2 separate regions of the Mus musculus genome follow, and region 1 is linked to region 2. The links are chromatin contacts, called in public promoter capture Hi-C maps. All regions are on one chromosome and are shown on one strand. Each heading gives the region's core, a stretch centred on a gene start, on an enhancer-like site or on the middle of the called end of the contact. The rest is flanking DNA. Distances are from core to core; before and after follow the strand shown. Region 1 holds the start of Duox2 (dual oxidase 2). Region 2 holds the start of Trim69 (tripartite motif-containing 69).

Region 1 (4,354 bases), core at 592-3,091, 140 kb after region 2:
TGGGAGTTCCGCGGGAAAGCAGGGTCAGGCCCAGAAGCCAGCTGTCCTCCAGAGAAGCTCCTCAGAGTGTCACTCCAGGAATGAGAGGAGCCATAGATGGCGCTGCCATCTAGCCAGCCGGTCACCTGGTTGCTCTGCAGGGATGAGCAGAGTCAGGAGGACCAGGCAGGTCCTTGCTGGTAGGGAGAGCCTCACCGTGTCTGGTCTTCCCAGCCAGATCCCAGGCCTCCAGCGGATCCAGCCTCAGACCCCCTTCCCGCCTCTCTGCCCTCCTGCCTTTGGCTGCCTGGCCTCACCTGGTCCCGGGGGTTGCTGGGGCTCTGTCCAGTGTTGTGGTCCCAGCGGCTCCTTTGAAAGGGCAGCACCACGTTCCCGCGCTTGTCAGGGTCGAACACCGGGTCCCCACGTGGGATGTAAATGTTGAGGAACTCTGCGGGGCAGCCTGGTGTTTCCACACTCACCAGGTCTGAGAGCACGTGGTAGCCTGGGTTAAGAGAGCAAAGTGGTAGATAAATCACCAGGTCCCGCTCTCCTTAGGAGAGCCTCTGAATTATCAGGACACAGAGGCCAGAGCACAAGCTTCAACGCTGTCTCTTCAGCTTATCCCCCCCCCCCCGCCAGACTTGATCTTCTAAGATGCAAACAAAACGTAGCATCCCCTTGTGAACATGCCAATATCGTTTCGGGGGTGGGAGGGGGGGAGGCGGATACGATTTGAAAACAAGCTCCCTTCACCTCTGTGTGGCAGTCATGAGAGTCTTGAGGACAGCAGTGGTCAGGGCATAAGTTTCTGAGAGTTCTAGTGGGGACCCAATGTACGTGTTGGTTTGAAGTAAAGTAAGAGAAAGATCCCCGCATCACACCCAAACCCTCAAAGATGATAACAGAAGCACTTCTTGGAAAGTTCTTTTTTCTGCAAGTTGCGGTGGTCCTTTCCCTGGACACTCAGCAAGCTCCAGATCCACCCTGGTTTCCTGTTCCTATACTCACCAAAGAAGACCCCCAGCACTGTGCGGTTGTGGACCGAGGGCAGCCCTGCTTTGCCCTTAGCGACAGCATCGCTTAGCCGGCGAGGGTTGGGCAGTAGCGGCTCTTCCAGAGCCTGATAAACACCGTCAGCATAATTAGCCGGTATTAGGCGACGCAGCCGCGAGCCTGGAGCGCAGAGAGTTGATCTGGATCAACGCTCTGGGTCCCCAAGAAGCCCCACATGCCCCCTCCCATTTCCTACCCCCAGGAATGGATAAGAATGTGGTGAGAATGCAATCCCGCAGGCCGCCCCGGCTCCTCTCCCCACACTCCAACTGCACGCCCTCCCTACAGAGCCCGGGGCTTACCAGCCGCACCGCGCTGGTGGTACTTCAGATTATTAAACCAGCCGTCGTAGCGCTGCACTTCCCAGGGCAGTGAGGGTGCGTCCTGGCCACCTGTGGGAGCAGAAAGCCTCCCACTTAACATTAACCTTCCAGAATGCCCTGAATGACCCGATGGGCTTTAGGCTCCTTCCTCAGCTGGCTAACTCCTGCCAATGAACGCCATCTCCAATCCTTTGGCCGCTGAGCCGAGGCGGTCAGAAGTCTTCCAACTCAATAGCTCAATAAGAGATGGCTCAACCCTTCCAGCTTCCAGGCGCCATCTGCCTTCCCTTCTCTTTCCACACTCCTGTGGGACACTGGCTAGCCCCTTCAGCAAGAGGCCCCTACTACGTACCTGCTGGGCCCAGGGGTCCAGTCAGCAGAGCGCCCAGGAGAACTAGAGTCTTGGGACTTGTTGGAAGCATGCTGTCCTTGATCCCGGCGGTGGGGGGTAGTGTGTCAAGAGCGCACACTCCCACGGCTGGTACTGGGAGAGGAGCAGAGAGGTACTACTCAGGTCCCACATCTTCACGACGCGCTTTCTGGCATTAAGACCGTCTGCCACCCTAACCCTGTCTGATGCTGATCTCAAGCACATTAACACCCTGGTCAGGAGCGCAGCGGGACTGTCTATGGGGTTTGTTCTAAAACCTAGTCCTCTCAGCCCAATTTCCCAAGTACTGCTTCTCCAGGAGGGGGATAGAAAAGGGAGAGAGGCTAATGAACTGAGAGCTAGGGACGCGCAGCCAACCTCATCCTCATCTAGGATGAATTACGTTCAAAGGGGAGAAAGGAGCTAGGAGACCCAACCTCTGGTGTAAGGGATCCGGTCCGGTTCAACAGTCTTCCGTGGTCTTGGAGATTTTGTTTCCTGCTCCGCTCCTGGGAGCAGCTCCGAGAATCTTCACCCTTCCTGGATGCCCGTTCACCCTTCGCTCTTCGTCCTGCCTAGCAGGTGTCGCTCGCGCCACCGCTAGCAGGTGTGAATGTGTGAATCAGAGGTTTGCGGTCGAGTTAAGGACAGGATTTCAGTTATTTGCATGTCTCCGCCCCTTCGTTTGCATGACCTCAACCAGACAGGACCCTGCTACCTGGTTTGGACGCCGCCCCTGCTTGCTGCCCACGCTCCTATAAAAGGAGGGGGTCTGCGTTTCTTTGTGAACACTGCGTGAAGTCGCAGGGCCAGGAAAGAGTTTCGGGAGATCACGCCTCTGCGCTTCTTAGGAGAGCCGCAGGGCTCGGACTTTTTATCACTCATCCCAGCTCGCTGCCTGCGAACAGTTCTCGAACTTCTTGCAGGATGACTGCGTGGGACGGGGTGCTACCCTTTTACCCCCAGCCCAGGCATGCCGCCAGCTTCAGCGTACCGCTGCTCATTGTTATCCTGGTGTTCTTGTCTTTGGCTGCTAGCTTCCTGTTCATCTTGCCTGGAATCCGTGGGCACTCGGTAAGGGGGTATTCAAAGTTCTCCCTAGAGGGATTCTAGAAGAAGCCGATTTCGTGGGGGTAATAGTGCGATATGGAGAGAGTTTCTTGGAGACTCAGGACAGAAGAGACTAAGGAAGATTCTCCGAGGATCAGCAGATGCAAATTTAGAAGTCTGGTGCAGTAAGCGACTCTTCCGAGGAAGAGGTTCCTTGGTCCAGGACATCCCGGGAAGAGACTCCAGCTGGCTTCTTTTGGAAGCTGCAGCAGCAGTGGGAATCAGCCCAGTATATTTGGAATTAAGTCTAGCCTTCGGGTGCGGCCAGCCCCCCCCCCCGTCTCTGGTCTCTGAATGCCTTAGCCCCTCTGTCCTGTGCTTTGAACCATGATCAAGAGAATGGGGACTTCTGTGCTTTTCTTACTGTGTTGAGTTAAAGACTCAAGAGAGTTTCACAGAAGATTCAAACGTGTAGCAAGCAAGAGAAATTTCCAAGCTCCCAGCCTCCAGGTCCTGAACTACATTGTTATAAGTCTGAGAAGACCTTTTCCTGTTGATCTTTGTTGGTTCGGAGGAACTGGCAGGTCTAGAAAAATCCGCAGTCCCTCTCTTTTAATTGACTACCAGGCCCCGGGGCCTCCCTCTTCTGGGAGAGGTGACCCCTGTCTGCCTGGCACTTGTGAACTCACTGAGTCTCACCAAGTAGTGATTGAATTAGAGGCGGAGAGCTGGCGCCAGACAGCTGGGGGTATACAGGTAGTCAGAGACTGACTGCCAGGCGAGGTAGACCTGAAAGTAGGCGAGGGGAAATGGCCAGGGAAACACATGCCCAGAATACACCAGAAACGTCGTTGGCATAGAGGAACTCGAAGGGAAAGCATCATCTTCAAAAGGTCAGGGATGAAGTGGAGTGGGGTCAAGGGAGGCCTTGAGGATGGGCTGGGTGGTACCCAAGCTTGATCCAGTGTGTATCTTTTCCTACAGCGCTGGTTCTGGTTGGTGAGAGTCCTTCTTAGCCTGTTCATAGGTGCCGAAATTGTGGGTGAGTGAACTGGGTAACTTGGGGGAAGGGGCGTGGAGTAGGGAAGGAGAGGCACTGAGAATCTGGGAGCTTTGCCGCCCTTCTTCTACTTCTCACCTATTTCTAGCACCCTTATCTGTTCTCTTGCGCGGGCTTTTCCATTTGTTTTGAGACAGTCTCTCACTAAGTAGCCCAGGCTGACCTTGAGAAGTGCTTATTTGCCCTGCCTCAGCCACTGTACTTGCCCACTGTTCTGTCCTTACTATGTTATTACACCAGGCTTCTAGACCTTCATCTTCCTGTTCCCATCACCAAGCCTCTAGTTTCCGTCTCCCCACTCCCACCCTCACCCACATGTCACTGTGTGCATCTCCCCCTAGCTGTGCACTTCAGTGGAGACTGGTTCGTGGGGAGAGTGTGGACCAACACATCCTACAAAGCCTTCAGTCCATCCCGTGTTCAAGTCCATGTCGGTCTGCACGTGGGGCTGGCGGGCGTTAACATTACACTCCGAGGTAAGGAGGTTGGTGTGGGGGTGGGGGTGGGGGTGGGAGA
Region 2 (4,159 bases), core at 982-3,481:
AAACTGAAACCAGAATCAGAGTTCAAATATTGCATAAAGCCTGAGCTCTAAATTCTTATGTAAATCAGCTGGGGACTGACCAACAGCTGTGAGATGCAGGGGGCTTTACACTGGCTTTAAACTTTGGTGCAAATCTCTTACTGAAGCCAAAACCATAGTAAATACAAGAACGCATTTATATTCTGGCAGTCCCAGGGATGAATTCCAGACAAGCCTGAGAGTTCCTGCGTCTAAAGAAAAATGCTAACTCTTGGCACGGCCTGGGATGTGTAACAGAGAGCTCTGGGAGAGTCACGTGTCTGGCTTTATCTGTGAGCATCTTCAGCTTGGAGAAGTTGACTTAACTCACAAGAGTCCAGTAAGTCACACATTACCTGGTTATCCTGAGGGTCCAGTTTGCATGGGAAGGCACTTGAGAGTCACATGGATGATAACCCTCAAACTACAGAAGACATTCCTCGGGAATGCACTGGAGAGCGACAGCCTTCCTCCCCTCCTAGTTTTCAGTAGATGAACAGTTCTTGTGGCTTACATCCCTTTCTTTTGCGGCATGTAAAAGCCATGATCCCCAGATCTGGCTCCACCTGTCTCAACGACCCTGCCCAGGGAAGACAGAGAGGCTGAGGCTGGCAGTGCGGTGTTACCATGCTCCTGCCTATCCTGCCAGGAGACTGCTTTTTGTGAATGAACCACTCTCTTCTCTCTCTCTCTCTTTTCCCTAACAAGCCAGAATAGCAGCTGTTGTTCAGTGGTCCACTGGAGAGAAGCTGGGGCAGGCCGGTGATTAGGGAGCTTGTCTACAAGGCACTCCGCTCAACCTTAGCACCAAACACAGAAACAAAACATGCATGCAGGGCATTTATTCCCAGCACTTGGGAGGCAGAGGTAGGTGAAATCTCTGTGAGTTTGAAGCCAGCTTAGTCTACATAGTGAGTTCTAGGACAGCCAGAATGTAGGCTATGTAGAGAAACTCTGTCTTGAAAACCAAAATCCAAAACAAATACAAAATAACAACAAAACCCACCCAAACCAATCAACCAAACAACAAACACAAACAACGACAATAACCCTGAAATCTAAGAAAACAAGCAGACAGAAGGAGGGTGTGCAGATCATTCACAGGGCCCCTCGAACTCTCTCACTAAGCCAGTGTTTACTACAGAGTGATAGCATGGAAGGCCTGGGGGCTAAGAAGACAGTTCTTTCTCACAAGAAGCTTGCGGTTTCTTGGGAAAGAGATCTGAAGACAAATCGGTTTAATGAAAGGAAGAATGTAGTATACCCAGAGCAGTGATAGAAACATCTGCCAGGTGCTGCTGCTGCACACAGCCTGCTCTGACTTCTCAGCAACTCTCTTGGCAGGAGGGGCAGCCTGTGCAAAGCCAGAGAAGCAAGGCATTTGTGGGCAGTCTCTAACTCTGGCATGCTGTTGTCCATGCTAAGGCTGGATAGCAGGCAGACACTAACCACTCAAGGCAATATACTGAGTTAGAATTACTGTAAGCAAAACATCAAACCCGCGGGCTCCCAGACTTGAGCATGGTCTAGGGACGAGCGTCTAAGCTAAAAGTGCTTACTTAGACTTTTAGAGAAAGCTGTGTGAACAGCATCTTTCCCTGCTGCCTTAGGGTCCAGCTCCAGACCCTGCTACTTGATCAGGTCTGCTTCAGGAGATGCCAAGAAGACAGGGAGAGCCAAACAGCTACCCCTGAAAGGCTCTGTGTCTGGAGGTGACGGGTCCAGCTAGGATAAAGAGAAGCCGCTCCAGTCAGGGGTACAGCTGATGCTGCTGTTTGTTCTCTCTTCCCTCGAGCAGCCTCATTCCCAAGTGAGATCTGAAAACCTTAAAATTACATTACCAGGGCTGGAGAGATGGCTCAGCCATTAAGAGTATTTATGGTGCTTACAGAGGACCAGAGTTTGGCTCCCAGTACTCACATCAGGTAGTTCACAACTACTTGTAACTCCAGCTCCAGGGAATTTGATCCACCTCTCTGGCCTCTGTGGGCACCTCCATACATGACACACACTCGAGCACAAACATACTCACACATAACTCAAGATTAAACATTTAAAAATTAGATTACCACCTGAAGTTTAAAAGAATCCCATCCCAAATAAAATAATAAAAGGGGTTGGCAGGTCATTCCAATCCAATCAGAGTTTGTCTATCTCAGACGCGAATATCATCAAAGCAACTGACAAACTGTCACGGAACCTGCTGGATCTCTAGCTTTGGCCTTGTCTGTCTTCTTCAGCTCCTGAACTCTCTTCTCCCTCCTCCTCTCATGGGCTCTGAGTCCATTCCTAGCATACTAACAGGCCCAGAACTCTTGGTCTGCAGCCATCCTGGGCTCACTGAGCAAAGCCAAGTTGCCTGACTCTGCCCCCTGGTGGCCTAATGACCAAGTTTCATGGAGGTAAGTTATTCTCTAACCACTCAGCGGGTTTTCTACACACAGGGTAGGAAACAGGGTATTGATTGTGGATCAAGAAGGGAAATCAAAGAAATATTTAACATGTAGCCTTTACCTTCTAAACTCTAGGCCTTTGGATAAACAGAAATTAGAGATGTGGGTAAGAAAGTAAGGAGGTCCACCATAACTTTTTGATAATTAAGACAAACATTATACAAAAGTTAACCTCTTTATCAATATAACTACTATCTTTAGATGAAGAATTATTAGTTATAACATTTTTTCATACTATAGGTCTTGGTATGTTATATTTACAACAGAGGTGCAGTTAAACATTTTTAGAAATCACATTTGTGTATTTTGTGTAGATATGTGGGCGTGCATACCAGAGCACATGTGTGGAAGTCAGAGGAAAATCTGCAGGATTAGGTTCACTCTTTCCACCATGTGGATCTCAGGGACTGAGTTTGGGTCGTCGGGCTTGGGAGCAAGCATCTTTTCCTGCTGAGCCATCTCACCAGCCCAGTTAAACGTCTTAAATTAACACCTTAAAACTAAAGTAAAGGAAGTTAGTATTCTAAACTTTAGTGTTGACAGACAAAAGAAAACATCGATTTACTTTAAGGAAGCCGGGTTTCCACGGAAACCCATCAAGGAATCTCAGTACATGGATCCGGATGCCGAGTGGGTCAGAACCCAGAGGTACAGATTTAGGATTTACTTCTGTGAGGCTGAACACGAAGTCAGGAAATTACTCACTTGTTAAAAGAGAGCAGAGCTAGAAGAAAGCCAGAGAAGATACTAAGAATAGAAAGGGGGATGGAAATTACTCATGGGGAAAGAACCAGGGTAGTAGTGCACTCGGGGCCAAAGGAGAGGGTTTCAGGTTTCAAGAGGGTGGAGACCAAGAGTATTCTTAAAGAGCAGAGATTCAGACAAGCTACTTCCAACACATTCCTTAAGCCCCTACCACAGCCAAGTAATGTGCTGGCCATAAGAGCTCAGGAAGAGACAGAGGACAGTGGCATAGTTAATGTAATGCAACAGCTTTCCTCGTTGGTTTTTTCTGTAATTGTTTGTTTTGTTTTAAGTCAGGGTTTTGCTGTGTAGCCCTGGCTGTCCCGGAATTCCATCTGTAGACCAGGCTGGCCTTGAACTCACAGAGATCTGCCTGCCTCTGCCTCCTGAGTGCTTGGATTAAAGGTGTGCGCCACCACCACTAGGCTATAAATGTTTTTTAGAGTGTGGGTGTGTGTGAGAGTGTCCAAGGAGGACAGAAGACTTTGATCCATTGGAGCTGGAATTACAGAGATTTATGAGTTCTGGGATCTGAATTCTAGTCCTCTAAGGACTTAAATGCTCTTAACAATGGAGCAGTCTTTCTAGCCCTTTCCTTTGTAATTCTTATCTCTATTAATGAACTGATTCTACCTGCCACCTCTCCATTTCTTTTGCTTTTTGTTTAAAATGTATATGCCAGATCCTGCCTTTGTCTGTCCTTCCTTCTTCCTTTTCTTCCTTTCCTTCCTTCCTTCCTTCCTTCCTTCCTTCCTTCCTTCCTTCCTTCCTTCCTTCCTTCCTTCCTTCCTTCCAACAGGGTCTCTCTCAGCTCTTGTTGTCTTGGAATTCGATATGTAGACTCAGACTGGCCTCAAATTCACCATGTTTCTTTAATGACTTCTGGGCCATGTTTTTTGTGTTCTACAATGTATCTCACGGTGTTTTTCAGCAGTTGTTTCTAT

The links. Promoter capture Hi-C pulls out the DNA fragments that hold promoters and counts their contacts.
Region 1: a promoter capture Hi-C map of neural stem cells shows a contact between it and region 2. The contact joins the promoter of Duox2 here to the promoter of Trim69 in region 2. A contact is called at or near these places in 20 of 39 promoter capture datasets (the 3T3-L1 cell line, 3T3-L1-derived adipocytes, the C10 cell line and 12 more), 3 of 484 Hi-C or Micro-C datasets (embryonic stem cells and pre-megakaryocyte-erythroid progenitors), 8 of 115 datasets of contacts at active chromatin or transcription factors (CD8 T cells, effector CD8 T cells, embryonic stem cells and 1 more) and 3 of 9 other capture datasets (adipose tissue, liver and pancreatic islet).

What each region holds. Positions count from the first base shown.
Region 1 is chr2:122,296,386-122,300,739 of GRCm38.p6, forward strand. It overlaps Duox2 (dual oxidase 2), which reads right to left and starts at 1,842. Exons shown (of 33, transcript NM_001362755.1): 1 at 1,711-1,842; 2 at 1,338-1,427; 3 at 991-1,155; 4 at 297-484; 5 at 1-134. The coding sequence starts at 1,780. Duoxa2 (dual oxidase maturation factor 2) reads left to right here and starts at 2,515. Exons shown (of 6, transcript NM_025777.2): 1 at 2,515-2,802; 2 at 3,763-3,820; 3 at 4,180-4,314. The coding sequence starts at 2,656.
Region 2 is chr2:122,158,477-122,162,635 of GRCm38.p6, forward strand. Trim69 (tripartite motif-containing 69) reads left to right here and starts at 2,232. Exons shown (of 7, transcript NM_080510.3): 1 at 2,232-2,420. The coding sequence starts at 2,415. The region is part of intron 2 of Patl2 (protein associated with topoisomerase II homolog 2 (yeast)); the gene reads right to left.